2 separate regions of the Sus scrofa genome follow, and region 2 is linked to region 1. Evidence: chromatin contacts called from public HiChIP or PLAC-seq data. All regions are on one chromosome and are shown on one strand. Each heading gives the region's core, a stretch centred on a gene start, on an enhancer-like site or on the middle of the called end of the contact. The rest is flanking DNA. Distances are from core to core; before and after follow the strand shown.

Region 1 (4,869 bases), core at 794-3,293:
TTTCAGAATAGTGCCCCTGCCTCCGCACAGGCCCCAAATTTGGCTTGTAAGTTGAATCTACACTATTCAATTGCTTATCAGCTATAAAATGAAATTTCACTTGGTTTCACCTAATACACGTGGTGTAAGATTTATCAGCTAAACCATGCCATTTAGGTGGGAGAGCTTTGGGACCAAGAGCAGTAGTCTTTCAGTGTTGCATTGGGGTTTGTCTGCCAGTAATCAGTGACATCTCTAAAGTTATTAAATTAATCCAAAGTAAAACAAAGCCAGCAAAGTAAAACAAAATCATATATGAAAAATTGCTCAGAAAAGACCTGTAAGCAAGGCAATAGTGACAAGGTCTAAAAAGTTATGGTTTTTAGAATATAGCTTTATATGTAACCTTGGACCTTATTTGTGTCATCAAATGCCACTTGAGAATTTGGGCATTTTCGTTTTCCAGACGTGGTCCCAGTGACTTTCCTGCGTTTATTGTTTTGGGCCAGTATGAAGTGGAAGATTATCTACTCTCAGAGAAGTTTAGAGGCTTGACAAGTTGTTGGAAATATTAAAAGTAGTAAGCCTATCAACATTTTGTTTCTATATGATCACTGACTCACTAAGTATCTACTTTCCTAATGATATCAAGTTCAAAAGCAGATGTGGATCACACAGATTCCAGTTGCCTTCCGAGGAATTCACTGCCGTCATTTTATTTTATTTATTTTATTTCATTTTATTTTATTTTTTGTCTTTTTAGGGCCCCACCAGGGGCATATGGAAATTCCCAGGCCCGGGGTCAAATCGGAGCTACAACTGCTGGCCTTCGCCACAGCCACAGCAACCTGGGATCTGAGAAGAGTCTGCAACCTACACCACAGGTCACCCCAACACAGGACCCTTAACCCACTGAGCGAAGCTAGGGATCCAACCCACATCTTCATGGATGCTAGTCAGGGTTGTGACCACTGAGCCACGGTGGGAACTCTCTACTCCCACCATTTTCTAAACCTTTAGAAAAAGCTTTGCTTTATTTGGCTTCATTGAGGAGACAATTGTGCAAATACAGTTGTGCAGCTGCAAGGTGTTTTCCCACACTACTCTTTCCTTCCTTCTTTGAGCTCTTTACTACTCAACTGCTTTCGTCTTCCTTTTTCTCTGGGCTTGCGTGTAATTTGCAATAGTCTTCTTCCTTTTTCATAGAACTCATTCATCTCTGGAAAGTCCAAACCTGTTGCTTTATTTCACTGTAACTTTCACTGGTCTTCCTAAAGTTATAGCATTCTGGGGAAGTTCTCTGAGAACTTACACATCTGTTTTTGCTTCCCAAATAAGTAGATTTTTTTTTTCTTTTAATTGCGCTTAAGCAATCTAGGCATTTTTCCCCTGTGGTGCAATTTAAAAAAAAAAATAGAAATAATCACTTAATTTCCTACTTACATCTGGTGGATGATGATTTGCCAAGTGGAGTATAGAACAGGTTTTCTATCTCAAGTAAGTAGGCGTTGCGTTGCGGGAAATTTTAAGACCCAGATGGGAATATTACATTGTTCAGCAGTTGGAGCTAATCAATTACTCATTAATGACAGCAGAGCTATTGAAAGTTTGAAAATGAAAAGCACTAAGCGCAGACCCTATAAATTTACCTACCAGGCCACTTCCGGAGGGCGACTGTCACCAATAAACCGCCTGCCAGTTCAGGCCCAGCTGCTAGACCTCCCGCCTTGCGCAACGCGGGCCTCAGCGCTGCGCTAGTCCTGGCAGCGCCGCACGCGGACCCGATGCCGGCAGGGGGCGCTGGGGCCACGGGGAACGCTGCAAATGCCTCCCGAGTATTCGCAAGAGAGACTTTTGCGCCATCCTGCTATCGCGTGCGCTCCGGAATTTTGCCTACTCTAGGTCTTCTTGAGTGGGGTCCTGGTGGGTGACGGCGGAGAACCTTAGCCCCGCGTGGTGCTCGGGGCTGGGCTGAGGTCCGGGAGCCGTGGTGCGGTCGGTTGCGTCCGGGCCGAGCTTCCCAGCAGCGCCCTCCCCCGGGGCGGGCCCTGACTTTCGGTGCCGCGACGAGTGGGCGGCAAGAAGCCGGTGGCCGACACGCAGAGCGGCTGCGAGGAGCGGCCAGACTCGAGCAGCCAGGCTGGTGCTGGGACGGAGCCGCCGCGGCGATCGGCAGAGAAACGGGGCCAGGGAAGGAGGAGGAAATAGAGCCGATGAAGGGGAGCTGCCGCCGAGGAAGGGGGCGGATCCTTTCGGCGGCCGCGGCCGCTGTTCCGGGACGCAGTCCAGGGAGCCTGCCCGCCAGTAAGGTGCTGGCCAGGTAGCTCCCCACCCAGAGGGCGCCCTCCCCGGACCATCCCCGAGAGGCTGGCACGGAAGGAGCCGGGACCGCGCTCTGGGTGGCCAGGGCGCACCGCACCCCGAGAGCGGCGCCCTTGAGCCGCACCGCCGCGCAGGTTCGCCAGCCGACTTGTCCGCCGGCCAAGAAAAGGAAGCGCTGTCCCTTCCCGCTCAACCCGGCCTCCCCACCCCTTGTACTCTACACCCTGCAGCGGGCGAGCGGCGTGGCCACGGAGGCGCCGAGGAGGGGCGAGCCGCCGCCGGGCAGCGGCGTCCCTTCGGGGGAGAGGGCGCCGGAGAGGAGGCGGCGGCGCGGGGCGGAAGGCGCGACACGGGATGGCAGCTGCTTAGCCCGACGCGCGCGGAGCAGCCCCGAGCTGTGGCTGGCCAGACGGTGCGGCTGGGCGGGCGACGCCGCTGCCGCGACAACCCGGCCGGGAGAGATGAACGCGGAGGCGGGTGAGGGCATCACTTTCTCCGTGCCACCCTTCGTCGAGGGCGGCAGTTGCCGGAGGGGAGGAGCGGCGGCGGTGGCCGAGGGCGAGGAGAGCCAGCTGCCACCGCCGCCACCGGGCAGCTTCTGGAACGTGGAGAGTGCCGCCGCCCCTGGCACCGGGTGTCCTAGTACCACGTCCGCGAGCAGCACCACCCGATGCCGGGGCAACTCTGGTGGCGGAGGCGGTCGACGGACCACGGTGGCATATGTCATCAACGAAGCGAGCCAGGGGCAGCTGGTGGTGGCCGAGAGTGAGGCCCTGCAGTGCCTACGGGAGGCGTGCGAGGCGGTGGGCGCTGCCCTGGAGACCCTGCATTTTGGGAAACTGGACTTTGGGGAAACCGCGGTGCTGGACCGTTTTTACAATGCAGGTGCGTGTGCAACCCCTTCCCCATCCTCTGCAGTCCGGGGTTATTTCCCCCTCGCCCCCCCCCCCCGCGGCTGCCACAGGGGGAGAAATGTGTTTTGCGGGGCAGCAGGAAAAAACAATTTCTGAGCAGCAATCGTGCTTCCTACTTATTTACTTCTTGCCCCACCTTAAGGGCAACGAGCGTCGCTGCATGCCTGCTCTGGGCGCTCGTTCGCCACGCTTGGGAGAGTGTATGCGGGTGCAAGAGCCTGTGTGTCTTTGTGCGAGAGTCTGAATGACCCAACCCCGGCCCGCGCTGGAGCCCGGAGGTGCGCGTGGTCCTATCAAAGAACTTCTGTTCTTCTGCGGTGTGAGATACTTGCCCCCATCAGTCCGTCACGATTCACTGTTTTGGTCTCTCTTATGTTAGGTTTGGCCCACATTTTCCTTCTATATATACCTATGACTGTTTTAGATGATGTCCTCATTTTTTTCTGTGTACTTTTGAGAGGACAGAAATCATGACTTCTGCCACTCGGCCAGCTGCAGGCAGAGTGGATCCATGTGAATTTACATGTTATGTAATGATCTTCCCAACTCTGCCCTAAGTTTAGGGGCCTGCTTTCCCGTATCTTAGCAATTCGAATTTTCAAGTAATGACTTCTAAAAGCAATCTTGTAACTTACACTAAACTTGTGTGGTATCTTTGTTAGGATTTCCATGAAAGAACTGGGGTCTGTTTTTCATTACCCCTGATGAGCTGGGACGTATATAATTTAACACTGTTTAAAACACTGATAGGGTGCTTTAATGACAAAGATTAGATTGGCCATTAAAGTGTGCCCATTAAAGTGATTGCTAGGATAATTCATGAAAAAAAATATTTTCCAACTGTCACAGATTTCAGCAAGTGTCATTGTAATTCTAGCGATTTGTTAGCAAATGTTAGAGTTAAAAGCATGTTATTGAAATTAACCTTTAGCACCCTGTATAACCAATGTTGAGACTCTGTGTGTATTTTTTTAAGACATGTGGGCGTAAAGTTTGATTTAATAGTGGTTTCAAACAATAAGGTTCTTGCATGTCTGATCACATAGAAGGTTTTATATTCCAATCTTGTTTTCAGTTCTGATTCTCTTCAGTCTTTTGAAAACACCTGAAGTAGCCTTTGTCAGTTTGGGAATTTAGCCAAGCCGAATATTTTAAGAACAAGAAGAACTTCATGTTAAGGAAGCCAGACTAAATAAACTAGGACTTTCTGGTTCTGGTATATTTTACCATTTTGGGTTTCATAACTAGACATGAGTATCATATATTATAGCTTGGTTCCTTGTGTGGCTTGCTATAAAAATTAGATAAACATAGCTTTTCTAAAAATTACGGCACTCTTATTTTTGGATTGTAATTTGGAAGACACTTCAAAGAACTGAAAGATATGTGAGGAAAACGCCCAATGAGATACTGAGCCTATTTTTATTGCACTGATAGATTGGGTATTTTTATAAGGCTCTCTAAAAAAAATCTTAAACTCTAAGCTAATTTGAAAGAGCTTTCTATCAAAGCTTATGTACTGTTTATTCTCCAACTGCAGTCTCTGGGGAAGGGAGAGAGAAAGATTAGAAGGGACCAGACCTTTGAACTGTATCTCATTTAATCTTCCAAACAAGCCTACGAAGAACGTACATACCATCCTTCTTAGATGGGA
Region 2 (4,869 bases), core at 815-3,314, 89 kb after region 1:
ACAGCTCCGATTTAACCCCTAGCCTGGGAACCTCCATGTGCCGAGGGAGCGGCCCAAGAAATGGCAAAAAGACAAAACAAAAAAACAAAACAAAACAAAAAAAGTTTAAAAAATTTTAAAGGCATGAAGAAAAATGATAATATGTTCCAATAATCAGCCTTGTTATGCCAATGATTGTATTTTTCGTTTTGGAAAGTAAGCCCATAATTAAAACCTTAAAAATGTCTCCACAACTTGAGTGGAAATAACATAGTATATAAAGATCCACACATGATTCCATTTAAGATGATAAAATTAAAAGTACAATGGGTACTTTTAGATTCCCTTTAGATCACAAATTTATGAAATTAAGGTTTAAGAAATTTAAGATTTCAGGTCAGAGACTTACTGCAGCATTAATAATGTTGCCATTATAAACTCATCCTTCACCTCTCGACAGGCGATGAAGTTATTGCTTCATACATCGAGTCAGTGTCACGGATTTTATTAAGCAAATATTAATTGAACATGAACTCTGTGCCAGGTTTTGGGTTTGATGCTGCGAGAAACTCACTATGGAGGCTGAAAGTGGAACTATCCCATTCATCATTGTCCCAGGAGACAACAACTGAGAAGTGCCAGAGTCTTGTTGGGGGAGAAGGTCAAGCAAATAAGCAAACAGACAAATTAGAAAATTAACATAAGGCATTGTGCCAAAGAGTTGGTGTCAGGAAAGGCCTTTCAGAGGGGTGACATTTACCTGAATGGCAGGGAAGAGCGAATCATGCCCAGTGATGGGTGGGACACGTGGGGATGCAGTTTTCTAAGTTGACGCAAGTCACCCATTGACTCAAGTAGGGGGCTGTGTTTCCAGTGCTGGGCATCCTTCTCAGTAGTTGAGTATTTTGAGCATAGGTTTCAATATGTTTGACTACCGAGAGCATATCTTCCCAGAAGCTTAATTTATTTTCCACACACACTTACATTCACCTTTATGTAATTTTTAAAAATTGAAAAACAGGCATTCCCATTGTGGCACCATGTGTAGGAATCCAGCTAGTAACCATGAAGTTTCGGGTTCGATCCCTGGCATCACTCAATGGGTCAGGGATCCAGCGTTGCTGTGAGCTGTGGTAGCAGATGCGGCTCAGATCCCGCATTGCAGTGATTGTGGTGTAAGCCGGCAGCTGTAGCTCCAATTTGACCCCTAGCCTGGGAACGTTCATATGCTGTGGATGCAGCCCTAAAAAGCAAAAAAATAAAAATAAAAATTGAAAAACAGAATTGGCATTTTTTTAAAAAAACAAAAGCAGCGAAGATAATTGGAGAGAACTACAACTAGATTTTGAGCTGTGTGATTTTATAACCATGAAAGCAAGCATGAGCCAGAGAGATCAGCTTTGTTATGTTATGACCATGCCTTAGTGTTTTGAACTTTAAGGAAATGTGGTCTTTCTCTTGAGGAGTAGGTTTAAGTATTTTAGAATTAGTATCTTATTATAAAAGGCAGTTGCTGAACCCGAGGTGTCTGCTTTTGATCACACAGTCATGGCTTTTATTTGCTTTAGGTTGTTAGTTATTTCAAACTCTGGGTGTGGTAGCAATCTGTAAAAATAAATTGCAATAATGATATTTCTAAGTTATATATGAGCCAACTTGGGAAATAAATGTTCCCATATTATTAGCATTCATCATTTGCAAAAGTGCTTTTCTCAGCAGCTGGTATCTTTTTAAGAAACAAAAAGTCCATAACTGCTCTCCACACTTTCTCCCCACTGCACGATCACTGGGCTGGCTCTCAGCTCAGGCCTAGAAGCATCCATGTGCCTCCAGCTGTTTATTGCTCTTTCCTTTTTTTTTTTTTTTTTTTTTTTTTTTTTTTTTTTTTGACCATGAACAATGGGGAACTGGGAAAAAGTGCCTTAGAAGCATAGGGAAGAGACTCCAAAAAGTGCAGCGAGGCCTGGAACTTGGGTAAACCTCAGGATGCTGAATACTTTGCCCAAGGATCCTAACGACTCATCCCATCGGGTTTGAAGACAGTTTCAGGAGTCTGATTTTCTCTGCTGTTTAAGCAAACAGCCAGGCGCTGCTCAACCCACACCCAGACATCTGATACTCATTCTCTCCAGAATTCCTTTTACACAGATGCATTACTCCTTAATGGCCAGTATTTCAATTATAACGTATTCTGTCTCATGTCTTATACACAAACACGTGGTATTCAGGCTTCTGACGGTAAAGAACTTTATCCAGCAGCAGCAGAATAATATTTCCAAACTCTAATAACACTTTTCTGATTTATTAGCTTCTTATCCTTTTGTCCTTGCTTTGTGCTTAGAAGATTCAGAGTGTTTTCTTTTTTTAATTTTGAGTCAAAGTGCTTATCTGAAGCAAGAGTATTTGATTCTATTGCTCTTTTATAACCCGCTCATAATTTAAGCTCTAAGAGCTTTGGCAAGCAGCCTCTCAAGCCCACTTGCCTTTCTTTTCTGCTTAGGCAATGGCTTGGCTAAAAGGATTATTTTTGTGGACCTGCTGTGGGATCTTGGTAACATTTTAGAAGCAAGACTATGTTTATTTTCCCTCTTCCTGACGAGTCTTCCAGTGATTGTTCCATGAAGGAGAACTTGAGAGCAAGGGAGAATTTAATGTACTTGATTTAAAAATCAAATCTCAATCTTTGGAAGTTCTTCTCACACTTTAAATGGAAGTCAGATCCCATTTCTGCTTCATTACCTGAAATGCAAGGGCCTCAAAGAATAACATGTCCATAAAGGATTAAGTCTGGCCAAAAGGCCACTTGGCACTTCTTGTCTGTTTGCTATGAGGCAGTAACTTGCCTGCAGTGTGACCTGAGGCAAAGGGTTGGTGTGCCAGCCTGTCAAGGCCACTCAGGAGGGTGCCCAGCCTCCTAGTGATAATGACATGGCCTCTTGAGAAGGAGCCCCTGGGCTAGGGTCCCAGACACATCACAGTCCAGCCATGCGACTTCTCCAAGCCTTACCTGAATCCTCATCTATAAAATGGAGACAAGATCCCCCTCTTCTGTGGGCAGTTGTGCATGCATGACCATTCACTCCTTGGCACCTGCAAGTGGTGGATAAACGCTTGCCCTCATTTGTTTAGTTTGAAGGATAAATGAAGTGATGCATTGCTCTCCATATTGCTGACATGGAACAAATAACCTGGGCTCCTATGCTCCCTAGAACAGTGATAAATACAGTTTTCTATCCGTTGCATTCTAGTTTTCAGCCCTCTGCTTTTTCTTCTCTGGTTGTTCTCTTAGAGGTCTCTCCCATTTCCTCAGATTCAGCCATGCCAAATAATTCCCAGATCTGTATTTGGCCTGAAACCATTTTCCACTCCAATCACATACTGTCCAGCTCAATTTTGGACATCATCCCTTCAGGTGTCCCTTTCCCCTTCAATCCCAACCTTTCAAAAGTGTGCACATCACCCCCGCCCACCCCCCCACCCACCCCAAATCAAATCTCAACTTCTCATATTTTAATTGGAAGTCAGGCTCTGGTTATGATTCACTACCAGATATATAACAAGTGCCCCTGAGTGTAATCTGTTCATAAGTACTTAAGTCTGGTTCTTTTTTTTTTTTTTTTTTTTTCCTTTTTTTTTAGGGCCGCCCCTGTGGCATATGGAAGTTCCTAGGCTAGGGGTCCAATTGGAGCTGCAGCTGCCGGCCTACACCACAGCCACAGCAATGCTGGATCCAAGCCTGGTCTGTGACCTGCACCGCAGCTCACAGTAACGACGGATCCTTAACCCACTGAGCAGGGCCAGGGATGGAACCCCTGTCCTCATGGATACTAGCTGGGTTCTTAACCCACTGAGCCACAGCAGGAACTCCTCAAGTCTGGTTCTATTTTCTGAATTTTTTTTGTTTTTTTTGTCTTTTTGCCATTTCTTGGGCCGCTCCAGCGGCATATGGAGGTTCCCAGGCTAGGGGTCGAATTGGAGCTGTAGCCGCCAGCCTACGCCAGAGCCACAGCAACGCAGGATCCGAGCCGCGTCTCATGGCACAGCTCACGGCAACGCCGGATCATTAACCCACTGAGCAAGGGCAGGGATCGAACCCGCAATCTCATGGTTCCTAGTCGGATTCGTTAGCCACTGCGCCACGACGGGAACTCCCCTATTTTCTGAATTTTTGCTTTTTAAGTGTCCCACTCTTCTTTAGGGAGCCTCATTTAGGACGGTGGAGTTGCCTTTCTTCTTTCTTCTTCCTCTCTTTCAGTACCTGTAGCCAGCTGACTAGTCTTGAGGATTCTTTCTTTTTGACTATGGTGCACACGTCCACTACCACTGCTGCCAATCTGGTCATGCTTTGTAGCTTCCCACCTAATTTCCTTAAATCTCGTTTCTTTCTCTTTCAGTTCATTCTCTTTTCTGCCCAGACTGTCAAAATGCATAATTTTGTTTACGTTTCCTTTCCTGCTCTGAAGCCTTCTGTGCTTCCCACTGCCCAGCATATAGAGTTTGAAATCCTTAACTTTGCATTCAGTCCCTTCCCTGAGCCCTAAGCTCCGGTCAGATCCTCTTACTCAGGGGTGTTCAATCCAATTTCTCCTTTATTCTTCCCAGCACCCCTTTGGTTTGCACTAGGGCACCCTCACTTGACGCCGTCAGGAACAGATAGCAGGGCGTGATGGGTGAGCGCAGAGTGGCAGGGGCTGCAGTTAGAGAGAGAGGCGGGGTTTGGATCGTCAAGCCCTAGTGGGCTACCGTGCCCTGTTTTATCTTCATCCCAGGAGCAAGGGAGAGGGCTTGAAGCAGCTGAGGGAAGTCCTCTGATATAGGTTGTTAAAAGACCACTTTGACAGGTGGGTAGATAATAGATTGGCAGGCAAGATGGGAAGCAGGGAGCCCAGC

What was found. HiChIP or PLAC-seq counts read pairs in DNA pulled down with a chosen protein or histone mark.
Region 2: an H3K27ac HiChIP or PLAC-seq map of skeletal muscle shows a contact between it and region 1. The contact joins the enhancer-like site here to the promoter of MAP3K5 in region 1. A contact is called at or near these places in 1 of 5 promoter capture datasets (liver), 7 of 47 Hi-C or Micro-C datasets (embryonic fibroblasts, epiblast stem cells, fetal skeletal muscle and 4 more) and 1 of 2 datasets of contacts at active chromatin or transcription factors (skeletal muscle).

What each region holds. Positions count from the first base shown.
Region 1 is chr1:27,378,100-27,382,968 of Sscrofa11.1, forward strand. MAP3K5 (mitogen-activated protein kinase kinase kinase 5) reads left to right here and starts at 2,044. Exons shown (of 29, transcript XM_021072507.1): 1 at 2,044-3,186. The coding sequence starts at 2,763.
Region 2 is chr1:27,466,832-27,471,700 of Sscrofa11.1, forward strand. The region is part of intron 2 of MAP3K5 (mitogen-activated protein kinase kinase kinase 5); the gene reads left to right. Among named protein-coding and RNA genes, the nearest start is that of MAP3K5, 89 kb to the left of the region's middle. Within about 2 kb of position 2,065, at least 11 of the 83 cell types and tissues checked have an H3K27ac peak or open chromatin away from gene starts, as enhancers often do. A contact at or near this core is called in fetal skeletal muscle and skeletal muscle, where this site is marked.